Linked DNA regions of Mus musculus: all the other regions are linked to region 4. Evidence: chromatin contacts called from public promoter capture Hi-C data. All regions are on one chromosome and are shown on one strand. Each heading gives the region's core, a stretch centred on a gene start, on an enhancer-like site or on the middle of the called end of the contact. The rest is flanking DNA. Distances are from core to core; before and after follow the strand shown.

What was found. Promoter capture Hi-C pulls out the DNA fragments that hold promoters and counts their contacts.
Region 1: a contact with region 4 is called in a promoter capture Hi-C map of erythroid cells, with 8 times the contacts expected there. The contact joins the promoter of Slc25a5 here to the promoter of Mcts1 in region 4. A contact is called at or near these places in 2 of 39 promoter capture datasets (erythroid cells and liver).
Region 2: a promoter capture Hi-C map of hippocampal neurons shows a contact between it and region 4, with 4 times the contacts expected there. The contact joins the promoter of Rnf113a1 here to the promoter of Mcts1 in region 4. A contact is called at or near these places in 4 of 39 promoter capture datasets (hippocampal neurons, liver and pre-B cells).
Region 3: a promoter capture Hi-C map of liver shows a contact between it and region 4, with 4 times the contacts expected there. The contact joins the promoter of Upf3b here to the promoter of Mcts1 in region 4. A contact is called at or near these places in 3 of 39 promoter capture datasets (liver and pre-B cells) and 1 of 115 datasets of contacts at active chromatin or transcription factors (large pre-B cells).
Region 5: a promoter capture Hi-C map of pre-B cells shows a contact between it and region 4. The contact joins the promoter of C330007P06Rik here to the promoter of Mcts1 in region 4. A contact is called at or near these places in 4 of 39 promoter capture datasets (the C10 cell line, erythroid cells, liver and 1 more).

What each region holds. Positions count from the first base shown.
Region 1 is chrX:36,794,293-36,796,992 of GRCm38.p6, reverse strand. Slc25a5 (solute carrier family 25 (mitochondrial carrier, adenine nucleotide translocator), member 5) reads right to left here and starts at 1,396. Exons shown (of 4, transcript NM_007451.4): 1 at 1,152-1,396; 2 at 1-150. The coding sequence starts at 1,262.
Region 2 is chrX:37,189,864-37,192,703 of GRCm38.p6, reverse strand. Rnf113a1 (ring finger protein 113A1) reads right to left here and starts at 1,482. Exons shown (of 1, transcript NM_153503.2): 1 at 237-1,482. The coding sequence starts at 1,312. The coding sequence ends at 287. It overlaps Ndufa1 (NADH:ubiquinone oxidoreductase subunit A1), which reads left to right and starts at 1,466. Exons shown (of 3, transcript NM_019443.2): 1 at 1,466-1,715; 2 at 2,741-2,830. The coding sequence starts at 1,614.
Region 3 is chrX:37,108,977-37,111,863 of GRCm38.p6, reverse strand. Upf3b (UPF3 regulator of nonsense transcripts homolog B (yeast)) reads left to right here and starts at 1,542. Exons shown (of 10, transcript NM_026573.3): 1 at 1,542-1,788; 2 at 2,610-2,716; 3 at 2,843-2,887. The coding sequence starts at 1,633.
Region 4 is chrX:38,598,833-38,601,836 of GRCm38.p6, reverse strand. It overlaps Mcts1 (malignant T cell amplified sequence 1), which reads right to left and starts at 1,366. Exons shown (of 6, transcript NM_026902.4): 1 at 1,059-1,366. The coding sequence starts at 1,069.
Region 5 is chrX:36,862,990-36,865,767 of GRCm38.p6, reverse strand. It overlaps C330007P06Rik (RIKEN cDNA C330007P06 gene), which reads left to right and starts at 1,522. Exons shown (of 7, transcript NM_029951.1): 1 at 1,522-1,759; 2 at 2,027-2,144. The coding sequence starts at 1,636.

The DNA.
Region 1 (2,700 bases), core at 147-2,646, 1.8 Mb after region 4:
GAGAGCCTGGGTGGGGAAGTATCTGATGACATTGGCCAGGTTCCCACGCCAGAAGGACAGGACTCCCTGTTCCTTGGGGATACGAACCACGCAGTCTATGATGCCCTTGTATTGCTTATCTGCCGTGATTTGCTTGCTGGCATGCTGCACCTGATGGATAGGAAGAAGGCAATAGGGACAGTTATAATCACAGAGAAGGGGAAAGGGAAGAACACACACATAAAATCGTTAAGGTTCGTTCCCCTTTCTCCAAATCTAGCTTTCAGAATCACATGAGCTGGACAATTCTAACTGCTGACACTACTGGGGGGCGTAGGGGAAGTGTTTAAGAATTGAGCAGCACCATCAGAAGTAGTAAGTCTCGACTTCTGTGAGTGAGGCACCCTCAAGCGTACCTATGACCTTTAGACCAGGAAGAAAGGTCATTCCTTCCAGATCAGGTTCAGAAGCATTAGGGTGGGACCTGCATAGGACACGGTCACCTTGGTGACCAGTCAACTTCTCTAGTCTCCGGAGCTGCTCCCTTTCCGCCCCACCCCCACTCCTGTCGGGAGGGGTGGCGGTGACGACGACTAAACGCTCGCCCGCGAGCGCCCCCTAGAGGCAGTGCGCGGCGAGCGCGCGGCAGGAAGGCTGGCGAGGGGCTGCGCGGGGGCGGACGTAGCCGGCACATGCTCTTCCCGGCGTCCACTTCCGGCCTGCCGGCCGGCGAGCCCACACCGCGTTGTTCGCCGGCTGCGTGGCCGCAGAACCGGTCCGCGTGGCCTGCCCAAAGCTGTAATCTCCTTGCCGTGACCTTGAGGTTTTCGGTCAGGCCAGGTACTCTGTTTTCCAGCGCCTGCTTTCAGGCCTATTGCCCTTGCCTCTAAATCCGGGCTAGACAGAGCCTCTCGGGCAACCCCATCCTAGTTCTCTGTGCCGGGGATGGCCCTGAGCGCCTCTGGTCCCTCTGGTCCCGACCACTTGCGACACTCAAACTCCAGGTCCTTAAAGGCGCCTTCCTCCCGGTTGCCTTTCGATCTGACACTGGCTAGGCCCGGCCTTCACCTTGCCCCCAAATCTAAAGACTGAGCCCCACTTTTCCGCTAGGGTACCCCCTTTCTGTGCAGATCCTTTACTTCCTGCCTGGGCCCCTCGATCTCAGAACGTACCTGCAGCAGCAGCTTGACCCTCTCGATGGGTGCTACCGCTGTCTTGGAGATGGCTGCGGCCACTCCACCGGCCAAGAAGTCCTTGGCGAAGGACACAGCGGCATCTGTCATGTTGAAAGCAAAAAAAGAAGAGGCAGGCGAGTGCGGGACAGGGCTGGGTTGACAACCGGCTTTGACTCCCGGGCTCTGGGGCGGAGCAAAGCAAATGGCCGACTTATATAGCGGCAGCCAGGCGGTGAGCTGCCGGCGTAAGGGGCGGGCCAAGGCGGGCGCCCAGTACTGGCGCGCGGAATGGCAGAGCTGCTGAGTGGCTCGGGACACGCGGGAGGAGCCTGGGAGGTCGCCCTGTCAGCCTCGCTTGCCCTTGGCACCTGATCAGGCCAGAGTAAGAAAAGGCTGCAAGGAGTACCTACAACTGGGGGACCTGGACCCTAAGAAGTGTCAGGGAATAGCGAGGAAGGGTGAAGATAAGTGCCCAAACGACAAGACAAGCAAAACAAACAAACAAACAAACAAACAAACAAACAAAAAACAAGAAAAACCAACCCAGGCCTAGGGTGAAGACGATTCAGACAGACAAAACCTCCCCAAACTTAAGGAATCGAGATAAATATCTAATGGTATGTTAATCGATTTCATTCAAACACACTTAAGGTCTGCAGTTCACTCACCCATTTTTGTAACGAAAATTAATTGTAGAACCAGGACTGGAATTACAGTGAGGTACATGAACCAAGGTCATACTAGTACAGGATGGGATCCCTGTCTGTCAAGTTCTTAACATTAACAATCCAAGGATTTTTGCATTGGTTTTGAGTTTTTAAAACATCACATTATACATGAAATTCATTTATCTTGGTGGCTGAGGGGTTCTGTGTCAAGTTCTGTGAACTTCACTACCTAGACCTGACACTGCTTTGAACAATGTCTTCAGAGCCAGAGAAAACTGAGGTACCTACCAGCAGGATGCGATCCCGGCAGCATACCCCAGACTGAGGTACCTACCAGCAGGGTGCGATCCTGGCAGCATACCCCAGACTGGTTTGCAAATAGCTTAACAAAGATCTTTCAGGGAATTGGCCTTGGAAAGTCCAAAGGACAGACTCAAGGTGAGGAAATCATTTTAATTGGAAGCCAAATACAGAGCACACCCAGAAGGATAAGAGGCTGAAAAGGTTAACATTGCAGTTGGCAGTTGACTCCAGACACCAAGTAAAGTGCTCTTCGATTGTTAGATTGCTGAACTCCCACGGTAGTGGCAATGGACCTGTGTTCCCTGAGCCCCTTAATGCTGAGCCGAGTAAATATTTGCTACAAACGACCTGAAGATCAGGAATCCTCCCTCATGTTCAGGACAGAAGCAGATAATGTGATCACCAAACTGCTTTCTAAACAACCAGTGTTTATTTTATAGAAATAAAGGCGTCAGTTGAAAACTTAGCTGCATCTGACCCATAGGTGTCCAACCTTCAAAATTCCCAAAGGTGAAATGCCAGTGTACCTGTCCATGCTTAAGACATAGTAGATGTTTTAGTTAGGGCTTCTTTGA
Region 2 (2,840 bases), core at 233-2,732, 1.4 Mb after region 4:
TATTCAAATGTGATATAATAGAATCAGTTCTTGATGTCATCCCGACTTGGGTTCCCTTACGTAAATCCTAGCATTGTTCATGAACTTCTCCCATCCACATGACCTATGCTATAGTCATGGAAGTTATTTCAGGTCTAGAATTCCAGATAATACCTATCTTGAAGCTTTTCCTCTGGAGCCCTACTCCATCGCCTACCTTCTCTGCCACTTCCCTTTAGAAAGAAAGAAAGAAAAGATTTTAAGAAACAACAAAACATTTATTTTGAGACTGAGAATTATGGAAAGTCTAAATAATGGAAACTGGACTCTCCTCTATGTCTTCTAGAGAATCAGAAACACCACCCTCTGCTTCAGCTCGATGCTTTCCCAGTTTAGCAATCAGTTCTTTGGCTGGATTAAAGACGCCATTGGTCTGCTGGTCACAGACATAGCAGCGTGAGGTGGTACGGAAATGCTGCAATGCACAGCGCTCGCAGAAATAATGCCTACACTTGGTGACAACTGGATTTTGGAAGGTCTGGCGACAGATGAAACACTTGAATGGTATTTCCTCATCATCGCTTCCCACTTCGTAGTTTTCGTCCTCATAGACACCATAGCGACCCTCATCAAGCTCACGTTCGATCTGCCACCCGTGCTTGTAATCTGAACGATCATGGAGGAATTTGCAGCTGTCCCCGAAGCCGCAGAAACCAGTCTCCTTGTAGTCCTTACAGATATCGGGCTGGTAATCCCAGCGCACGGTGGCACGTAGATGCTCAGGAGCTCGGATAGGGCCTTTCCTCACCATCCCGGAGGAAGCATTGCCCATGGATGTATCCTTGGGCTTCACGTACTTCTGATAATTATTGATTCCCCGATAGATCTTGTCATCTTCCTTGCCCCTCAGCTCCTCCTGGATCTTCTGGCTCCGCTCAAAGATGGACTGTGCATCTCGATCCTTCTCAGTGTCCAGTTCGTAGACGGCGGTCGCCCCCATATCCTCGGGCCCCACGGGTTTTGCCGAACGGGTAGACTTGTAGACGACGCCGAGACCCTCCGGTTCATTCTCGTCCTCGCTACTCAAGCCGCCATAGGTTGCCTTCTGTTTAGCGCTGCCACGCGTCTTCTGGATCATCGGATTGTGGGTCGCTTGCTTCTTCTCCGGGCGGACCACAGAGCTGCCTTCATCACTGCTGCTGCAGCTGTCCCCGGAGCCTGCATCACAGAGCCGGCGCTTTCGGCGGCCCGCCGCTCCTTTCCGCCCAGGCTTTTTGAAGAGGAACGTGCACACCTGACGGGTAGAATTCCCGGGAGAAAGTTGCTCCGCCATTTAGAGATCCCCAAGTTCTGAAACTGCCGCGACGTCCGGGACCGCTTCGCGTCGTCACACTCCGTGGTGGTCTCTGATGCAGCGGATCAGATAGGAGGAGTAGGACGACAGAAAGAATCCTGTCCGGGAACGCTTGCTGGACCGCGAACGCCAGTCACTTTTGGGCCCCCACAGCCACCGTCGCTTCCTCCTCCGGAGCCGTACGGGGCACCGCCCCTCCCGCGTGCTGCCGGAAGAGAGGTAAAGCCGGGTCACCTCTGAGGAGCCGGTGACGGGTTGGCGTGCGAGTAACGGTGCGGAGATGTGGTTCGAGATTCTCCCTGGCCTCGCCATTATGGGGGTGTGCTTGGTCATCCCCGGGGTGTCCACTGCGTACATCCACAAATTCACCAACGGGGGCAAGGTAAGGCGGCCGACTCGGCCGCGGGTGGGGGACGGTGGGGGACGGGGGCCATTTATGGTGGGGGACGGTGGCCGTTTGGATGCGCCTTCGCTCTGTGAAGAAGAAGCCATCTAAGGGGGATCCTCCTCTTAATGTTGCCTGAACGCGGAGACTTGGGATTCCACCTTTTAACTTTAGTAAAACATAGCCAGTTTGAGGGCTGAGGAGGAGTGGCCCAAAAGGCAAAATCTATTCGGCAGTTAGCAAGGTAGATGACAAGAGTTGGGCCCTGGTTCCTAGGCAGAGGGAGAAAGGTGTTAGTCATGTCCCCGCTCCTTCCCATCGTTCATCTCCTTGCGGACACTGTTTAATTGATTTTGGTGGATGTATTTGTGCCTTTGAGTGCAGGAGCCCGCGGAGATCAAGAGAGGTCCCCGGGTCTCTTGGAACTAGTAGTTAAAGGAGGCTAGGAGGCAGCAGAAGTGGGTGCCACGAATCCAGTCCACTGCAGGAGCAAAGAGCAGTCAAGTCCAGGAAAGCTGGTACTACTACAGTGAAGCCCCGTCTCAAAAAAAAAAAAAAAAAAAAAGAAGTAGTTGAGAGGGGGAGGAGGATAAAGGAAAAAAATCAGTGGTGTTGGTCCCCTCCCCCAACTCAAAAAGGGAGAAGGCTGAGAAGTCAGTTGCCATCATGGTCTGGTTTCATTTAGGAGATTTTGGCTTTGTATTAGTCATTTAGCTTTTGTTTTAACTTTGTCAAGATTTACTATCTATGTATGTGTCTGCTGCTGTCTGTGTGCACCCATGAAGAGTAGAAGAGGGTATTGAATCTCTCCTGGACTTGCAGTTATGACCCCTCCCCCCCCCAAATAAAATCCAACCAACTTGGTGCTGGGAAGCCAGTTGAGCACCCAAGAATAGCAGGCAGGTACCCTTCCCCTCTGAGCTATCTCTTCAGCCTCTAGTATGTCATTTAAGAAAAATTGTGGGGTATATCTTTTTACTGGGTCACTTATATTTATAAACTGCCTTGTCCTTTATTTAAAGGAAAAACGAGTTGCTCGTGTTCAGTACCAGTGGTATCTGATGGAACGCGATAGACGTATCTCTGGAGTCAATCGCTACTATGTGTCCAAGGTAAGATGAC
Region 3 (2,887 bases), core at 293-2,792, 1.5 Mb after region 4:
GGCCAACTTAGATGAAGGTCATCCTTTGTAGCAGCAAAATTTTAGTTCTCAGGTTAGTGCAGAATATAAATGAGGGAAGCTTGCTCTCCAGACCCCATTTCTTAATTGCAACACACCATGGTTATTTTTAATCATGGTGCTGAGAACCACCTGCCCAGATCAGGAACCTGCCACACTGAGGTGGGTCAGTGCCTTGTTTCTTTGGCCACCAGCAAACTGTACTGGAGACTCCCCTCCCCTTCAGACAGACACACCAGCAAAATGCTTTATTCTTCTCTTCCTTTCTTCATTTCCTCCCTCTTTCCTTCTACAGAAAACATCTTGTTGGGTATTTCATGACCCTCCTGACTCAGCTTCCCCAAAGCAGGGACTACAGAACACGCTACCACACCTGGTTAAAGAGTCCGTTTTATTGCTCAAATTTATGGCATGTACCAACTACTAAGGCATTGTACTTCATTCTGTGAATGTATCACATCTTGCTTGTCCATTCAACTGTTAATGGGTATTTGACCTTTTTCAAAGTGAAGAAAGTGAACAGAATCAAGTTGGATATTTTCCTTTCCCCATCTTGTTGGATAACAGTGTTGGGAGAGAATTCTTTAATTTGGAAAAGAAAGAAAGGTGGTGAAAACAAATGTAATACATTTTGGTTATAATTCATTGAAATTAGTATCTTGTGTGTTTCTTGAGCATGTGTAAATCCTAATGCCTCTGAAAGTATACTTCAGTTTTAAATAGCTTTTCCTTATCTGTTTATTTACCTGATGGTTGTTTGGTTGATATACGTACGGTTCCACTATCTAGCACTAATTTGCCTGAAAGTTGCTATTTAGACCACACTTTGAATTTGTCTTGATCCTTCTCTTTCAGATTCCCCAGTGCTGCAATTATAGGCTCACGTGGCATAAAACCTTGTGGGTATTTTTTATCTGAAAAAGAAAAGCACTAAACTTTTAAGATTAAGGGATCATAGCGGGGCAGTGGTGGCGCACGTCTTTAATCCCAGCACTCCGGGAGGCAGAGGCAGGTGGATTTCTGAGGTCTAGACCAGCCTAGTCTACAGAGTGGGTTCCAGGACAGCCAGGGCTACACAGAGAAACCCTGTCTCAAAAAAACAAAACAAACAAACAAAAAGATTAAGGGATCATATATACTTAAGATGTTTATGGTATTTTTATCTGAAAAAGAATCACTAAATTTTTAAGATCAAATGATCACATATACTAAAAATCTGGATGATTCCCACATTTCTAATCCTAAACGGGCAGCTGCTTTGCATGCTGGGAGTTGTAGTCCAGAAACGAGTCGTTTCTAGACAAGATGGCGGAGTTGCTAATGACGCGCTAAGGGGCGGGCCCCGAGGGAATCTGGGCCGCTAGGGGATTGGGCAGCATGGGGACTTCGGCAGGCGGGAAGTAAAGGTCAGGTATTAAAACCCTAACCCCGAGTGAAACCGAGGGCCTTAAACTCTCGCGAGATCTCCGGGAGCCCAATGGAACGCAGGGCTCTGCTTATCACTAGGGCTATTTGTTAGGGGCGGAGCTCCTGAGGTCTCTCCCGGAGAGTCGTAGGTGCCCGGCGTAACGGCTTAGCAGCTGTGCCACCGCTCTAAAGAGCGTAACCGTGGCCATGAAGGAAGAAAAAGATCATAGGCCTAAGGAGAAACGAGTGACCCTGTTTACGCCGCAGGGCGCCACAGGCGGCTGTATTGGCGCTACTGCCGAAGGCGCCAAAGGGGACGATAGGCAGGATCGCAACAGGGACAAGAAAGAAGCTTTGAGCAAGGTGCCTATCGGGTGGTGGCACAAGAGGGCGGGACATGTCCACGGACTGGGGAGCATGGCTGGGAATGGGGCTGCTCTCTTCCTCTCCCGGGTAACTCTTCTGTTTCTAACTGAATGGAAATTGCTTCGCACTGTCTCACGCACTGGTGGAAATGGGATTAGCAGGTTCTGATAAAGCCCCCGAAATGGGGGGATGGAGGGTGGGGGTGAGGGAAAAGGAGGGTTCCCAGATGAGAAAAGGTTAGTTCAGAGCTGCGACGGTGGGGTAGTTATGAGAGAGGGGAGCAGCAGGAAAGATAGGGGAACTTTAATTGGCTTGAATTGCTAAATAGACCTTGCCACACCAGGGGTTAGGGGTGGGAGTAATTGTGAAGTACGTGTTAATGCAAGCGAGTTGGGGGAGCACATTAAGAGGATTGATGACCAACCTGGAGGAGCAGACAGATGGAGGGCGATGGGTAAAGGATTTCCGTGGTACACAGAATGGGGAAGGGAGTTCATTTAGCGCATTTTAGACCGGTGAGAGAGACAATGTCGCGACACCGACAAAAGACCAGAATTCGTTCAAAATGGGTTTTAAACTCCATTTAAGAACAGAACCTGGGATTTTCCTTGCCCCAGACAGTTGTCACTTCCAGGAGTTTGTATAAACCCGCGTTATCCATACCTTTGAGTAATTCATAGCATTGGATTGCAGGAGAATATGTTCGGTGTTTTTGTAAGTGTCTGTATTTTAGAGCCGATTATCAGAAGCCATGATTCTGGTATGCCAGAAAGTTGGCTGCTATGTACTGATTTTCCTTTCCTCGTTTGTTTCCTAAGGTGGTAATTCGAAGATTACCTCCCACTTTGACCAAGGAACAGCTTCAGGAACATCTTCAACCTATGCCTGAGCACGATTATTTTGAGTTTTTTTCTAATGATACTAGGTAAAAAAAAAATTAATATTTTACCCTCCTTTTCGCTTTTTGGGCTAGTGTCTTTAATGTGTATGTGTTTGCAATTCAGTCAGACACCTGAAACCATAGTCACGTAATTGCTTTCCGTCTCTACAGCCTTTATCCTCATATGTATGCCAGAGCATATATCAACTTTAAAAA
Region 4 (3,004 bases), core at 117-2,616:
ATTCCCAAGCAAGTACTCATGCTTAAAATAATTATGAAATAAATTGTTTTTAAAATACAAATTTCCATTTGTCTTATACAATACAAAACCAACGTGTTAAAGACAGTATTAGAATAAACTCTCATACATACTGCAATTATTGGGGGCAAAGAAATTGTTATGCTAGAATCTGTTGTCAGCTAACAAAAATGCCTTTTACTGAAAATTTCTGCTCAAAGGAAAAAAAGACTCCCATCTATTTAATAAAAATCTATTTTTTAATCTAAAAGAAACCTCACACATTAAAATACAAAAGACTAACCGAAGCATAACAAAAGAATGAGAGCCCCAGCAGGCTATGTAGTCTGTTGTTTTTTGTTTTTTTTTTTTTTAAAGAAATAGTGAGATAATTTTAAAATCCCTGTCCAGATTTGCTCAAATTTTCATGCACAAAACCCACCTTCCTTTGCCCATGTTCCCCTTTTTTCCTTTTGCGTCTATCAGATCTGGAAGATAAACCCACTGGATAGGTTTCCAAGGAAATTGGTCTTCCTTACACAGACTAGCACATAGGGCTACCACGTTGTTCTCAAGACAAGGTTAATCTAGCAGCTTAGCAATAGGCTTGACAGGCCAGCCGCTTGCTTCCTGTCACCCAGACTCCCTCACTGCCATGACCCAGGAAGTCAAGCCTTCCTTTTTTCAGTTCATAACTAATAAACATATAGCAGAGTGCAGGGCTCTCCTCTCAGCTGAGGATGTGCCCCTAAATCACAGTGCAAGGATGTGATTGGTAGAATACTAGGAATGGAGATAGCACTGCTGGAAAGGCAGAACAGGGCTAAGGAAAAAGGAAATGGGAGCGGGAGAGCCAAGCCCCGACTGAAGATTAAGGATGGAAAGCTTAAAGAAGTGGTCCAAGTCCGAAGTGAGCATAGTACTATACTTTACAAAACCTTAGGAAGTCAGGATGGCAGGGGCGGGGGAGAGAGAAAGAGGACCTTTGCTCTCTCCCTCTTCCCCACCCCCACCCCCACCGCCTTTCTAAGCAGCCAATGGAGGCCACAGCGTGTCCTTACTTCTTGAACATGATCCAAGGTGAAAGGGGCGACGATAGGGAAGGGCCCGGAATGGGAAGGAAATTGAATTAGGAAGGGTCCAGCACGAGGAAGGCCTGCACTGACAGTCGGAGCTGCTGTCGTTAATCCGGAAGGCGAAAACACTATCCGCTTTACGGCCCTTAGCGAAATCTGACTACTTCCGCTCCTCTCGACTCCACGTTGACGCTTTTGTCGGCTCCTTTTCAGTAACAGCTTAGTCTCCATTGGGGGTAGCCGAAAGGGCGGGACTTCAGAAGGAAGAAGTGATCAAGCAATTCTTTCTGGTTGCTGGAAGAATAGAGTGGGGGAGGGAATCAATCAAAGCAGAAATTGTGGCAGTCAGTTACGGGTTCCTCAAAGGGTCAAGATTCTTAGGTCTTTGTTGCCACCTACCACTATGCTAAATAGTTTGTAAGGATAATAGGTTTTGCTTCCTATCTGAAGCAACAGAGTGAATTGATGCCTATCAAGCTGCTTGAGCCTAGGCGAGCCTCATAGCTTCATGTTAAATTAATGTCAAAGTTGTCAGGTTCAGCAAATAAAATTACAAGATACCTAGTCAAATTTGAATTTCAAATAAGGTGAACACCTTTTGGTGCAAGTATACTTCATCTACGTTTTGACCTTGCTTATGCTAAGAACTACTTGTTTTTCTGAATTTAATTGAACAACCTTTTTTTTAATCTGGTAGCTATAATCATTGGACAGTGAAGTGCTGTCATAGAATTATCAAATAAGTCATCAGGTTGCTGTCCCCTGCTTCACTCTGATAGTTAAAAACTGAACTATAAATCAGGAATGTAACAGGACATCTTGGCACAAGCTTTTAATACCAACCAGTACAGGGATGGGAGTTGGGGTGGGGGTGGGGGCAGGACAGGCTGATGATCTCTGAGTTCAAAGCCAGCCTGGTCTACAGAACTAGTTCCGGAACAACTAGAACTACACAGAGAGCCTGTCTTGAAAAAGAAGCAAAACAAATAAAATTGATTTCTTGAACACAAACAAAAATGTAATTTCCTCCCAGGCATGATAACTCATGCCCTAATCACAAACCTTGAAGGGTTGGAGAAGACTTGAGACCCTATCTCTAAAAGAAAACAAATGAAAAAAGGAAAATAAGGTAATTCCCTTAAAGAATAAAAAGACTGCTGCTCCAGTAATAGTAGTCACAAGTGAAATGAAAAGATAAAGAAATACATTTTGGTTGTATGGTAGGGGGTTGTTGTTTGTTTTGTTTTGTTTGTTTTTCTCTGAGACAGAGTTTCACTATATATGCTAGCTGACCTGGAACTCCTTATGGTGATCAGACTGGCCTCAAATTCAGACGCCTGCCTGCTTCTGCCTCACTCGTACTGGGATTAAAAGCATGTGCCACCACATTAAGCTTTGAATACTTTCTAAAACATTTTTCTTAAAGATTTATTTATGTATTTTATGTATATGAGTTCACTCTAGCTGTACAGATGGTTGTGAGCCATCATGTGGTTGCTGAGAATTGAACTCAAACCTCTGCTCACCCAGGCCCTGCTCACTCCGGCCCAAAGATTTATTTATTATTATGTGTAAGTACACTGTCGCTGTCTTCAGACACACCAGAAGAGGACATCGATTCCATTACAGATGGTTGTGAGCCACCATGTGGTTGCTGGGATTTGAACTCAGGACCTTCAGAAGAGCAGTCAGTGCTCTTAACCACTGAGACATCTCTCCAGCCCTAAATTTTTTTTTAAGAAAACAAAATTATGCTTCTTGAGGGTTTTCAATCAGAAAGGTAAAAAACGAAATCATGATGGCAAAGGGATTAAAGACTACTCAATATGTGAGACACAGAAATACTAGATCTATAAGACAAATACCACAGTCTCTCTAGGGGCAAATATTCTAGTCCTCAATGGGGATATGAACCTTTAAAATATTCCAGA
Region 5 (2,778 bases), core at 273-2,772, 1.7 Mb after region 4:
GCACTGACTACTCTTCCAGAGATCATGAGTTCAAATGGTGGCTCACAACCATCTGTAATGAGATCTGATGCCCTTTTCTGGTGTGTCTGAAGATAGCTACAGGGTACTTATCTATAATAAATAAATAAAATCTACAACAACAACAACAACACCCCCAACAAAACAGGTGGAGAGATAAAGCAGTTAAGAGTGCTGGCTGCTATATTGTAATCATTTGAAACTAGACCAGTCCCATCATATGCTTTATGAAAACCTGATGTGCCTTTGTCCCCTGAACACTGGGATTCATTTCTGCTTGGATAGCACTTAGTGTTTATTGTTTATTCCTTCAGCTATTGAGCTCTGACACCTAGATATATTGTCTGCTCCTTAGTCATAATCTCTTGCATTCCTAGAGCATTTAAAGTTAATATTTCATTTTTTATTTTCTGATATTGTGATATTAATATTTTAGCATTATAGAAGTCACACTTGATTTGTTAAGATGGGTATGTAAAATAATAAACAGAAAACAAAGTTTAAAAAAAAAGAGTGCTGGCTGCTGTTCCAGAGTACTTGGGTTCTATTGTACTCATTGGAGTCATGGCAGCTTACAACCATCTGTAATGCCAGATCCAAAGCCGCCTTCTGGCCTCTGCAGAAACAAGGCACAAATGAGGTGCACAGACATATATTCGGGCAAAGCACTAGTACACATAAAGTAAAGATATATAAACCTTAAAATAAATAAACTAGAGGTGCTAAACTAGGGGCGGGAGCGGTGGCTCAGTGGTTAAGAGCACTGGTTGCTTTTCCAGAGGACCCTGGTTCAATTCCCAGCACACATATGGCAGCTGGCAGTGACTTCAGTTCCAAGGGATTTGGCACCCTCATACAGACGTATATGCGGGCAAAACACCAATGTGCATAAAAAAAGCTTAAAAAACACAATTTAAGAAACAAAGAAGCAACGGGACTGGAGGATATAGCTCAGTGATAGAAGGCCTGTCAAGTATTTACAACACCCTATATTTAATCCCCACTACATCAGAAAAAAAAAAAAAAAAAAAAAAAGCTTCTACTTCATTAGGTTCTGAATACAGCCCGTAAAACCAAAATATTTACCAGTATATCTAAGATCTAGGTTATATTATAATGTATAGTCAGTCCTTTATTATGTCGAGTTTTACATATACTCATAAATATTCATGAACAAGAGAGCCGGCTCTCAGTATGTAAAAGTTTGCCGCTAAGCCTGAAGACCTGAGTTGCTTGTTTTGAGGTCCACTAAGTGGAAGCAACAGAATCCTGAAAGTCACATACAAGCGTGGGAAGGGGAGGGGACGCGGAGGGGGGCGCGCGCTCCGGAGGCGCCAATAAATCAAAACAATATTGACGACTGTATAGAAATAAAAGTATTTCAAATAACACGGAAGGTGTCGATATCTAAAGCTGTCTCAGCTGACTGAGCTTCTGTCAACTCAGCACCCTCCCCCGCCTCTCCCTGCAATTTAGCGGGATGGGACGTTCCGGAAGTTAATCAATCCGGTGTCAACACGTGATCAAGTGGAGAAACGGTCTGGCGCGAGTGTCTGTGACGCCATCTCGGCGCGACTCTTCATTTTCTGGGAGTTTTCTGGCTGCTCTGCCGGAGCTATGCCGAAAGTCGTGTCGCGGTCGGTGGTCTGCTCAGACACCCGGGACCGCGAGGAATATGATGATGGCGAGAAGCCCCTCCATGTCTACTACTGTTTATGTGGCCAGATGGTCCTGGTGCTGGGTGAGTGGCGGGAAGTGGCGGCTGCAAGGAAACATCGGGCTTCTTTTTTCTTTCTTTTTCAATCTTTCTCCCCGCCCCCCCCCCCCCTTTTCCTTTTCTCCTTTGAGACAAGATCTCACAAAGTAGCTCGATCTTGAACTCATTATGTAGCCTAGATTGTCCCCGAACTTGTTGGTAATTCTCCTTCCAGGAGTGCATTACCACTCTTAAGTTCAGGGTATTTTTTTTTTAGTGACTAAGCGAGGAAATTTTTCTCCATTCCTTCAGATTGCCAGTTAGAGAAATTGCCCATGAGGCCCCGGGACCGGTCTCGCGTGATCGATGCTGCCAAACATGCTCACAAGTTTTGTAACACAGAAGATGAGGAGACTACTTATCTTCGGAGGTAAGGGCTTAATGCTCTAGTTCACTGTTGGGTTGCGGTCTCTTTACGAGGAATGTAAATTACCCTATGCTAGTGTTAAGCAGCTCATACAGTTAGGCCTGATACTTTGACGTTTGTGCTAATCTCCTAACTTATTTTAATTCAACAAATTCTTTATTGTACTTTGTTGAAATGGTACTGAAATGTGCCTCTCTTGGCATTTGATGGCTATGATGTTCCAGTTACAGGCTTGAATGAGTTAGTACAACCTGTAACTTCTGCTGTTGTTATCAATATTATTTCCAGGGCTGGGGATGGAACAAGGGCCTTACTCTTGTTTAGTGGGCACTCTCCTACAGTTACATCTGCAGCCTTATGACTGTCATGTGTCAGGTACTGAGCTAGGTACCAAATCTGTGAATAAGGCACAGTCCTTTTAAAAGAAATCAGTTTGGAAACAGGCTTCTTCTTATGATAGAAAGAAATGCTGGTGCTGTGAACAAAGGCTATGGGAAAACAGGTGGGAGAAGGTTATTTATTTTACATGTGTTGTGGTCAGGAAAAGATCTGAACGATAGTGGTGTTTGTGCTTGGCTTGAACGAAGACTTCACTAGTTCTTGGAAGACGATGCGGAAACAGTCCAGGTAGAGGGAA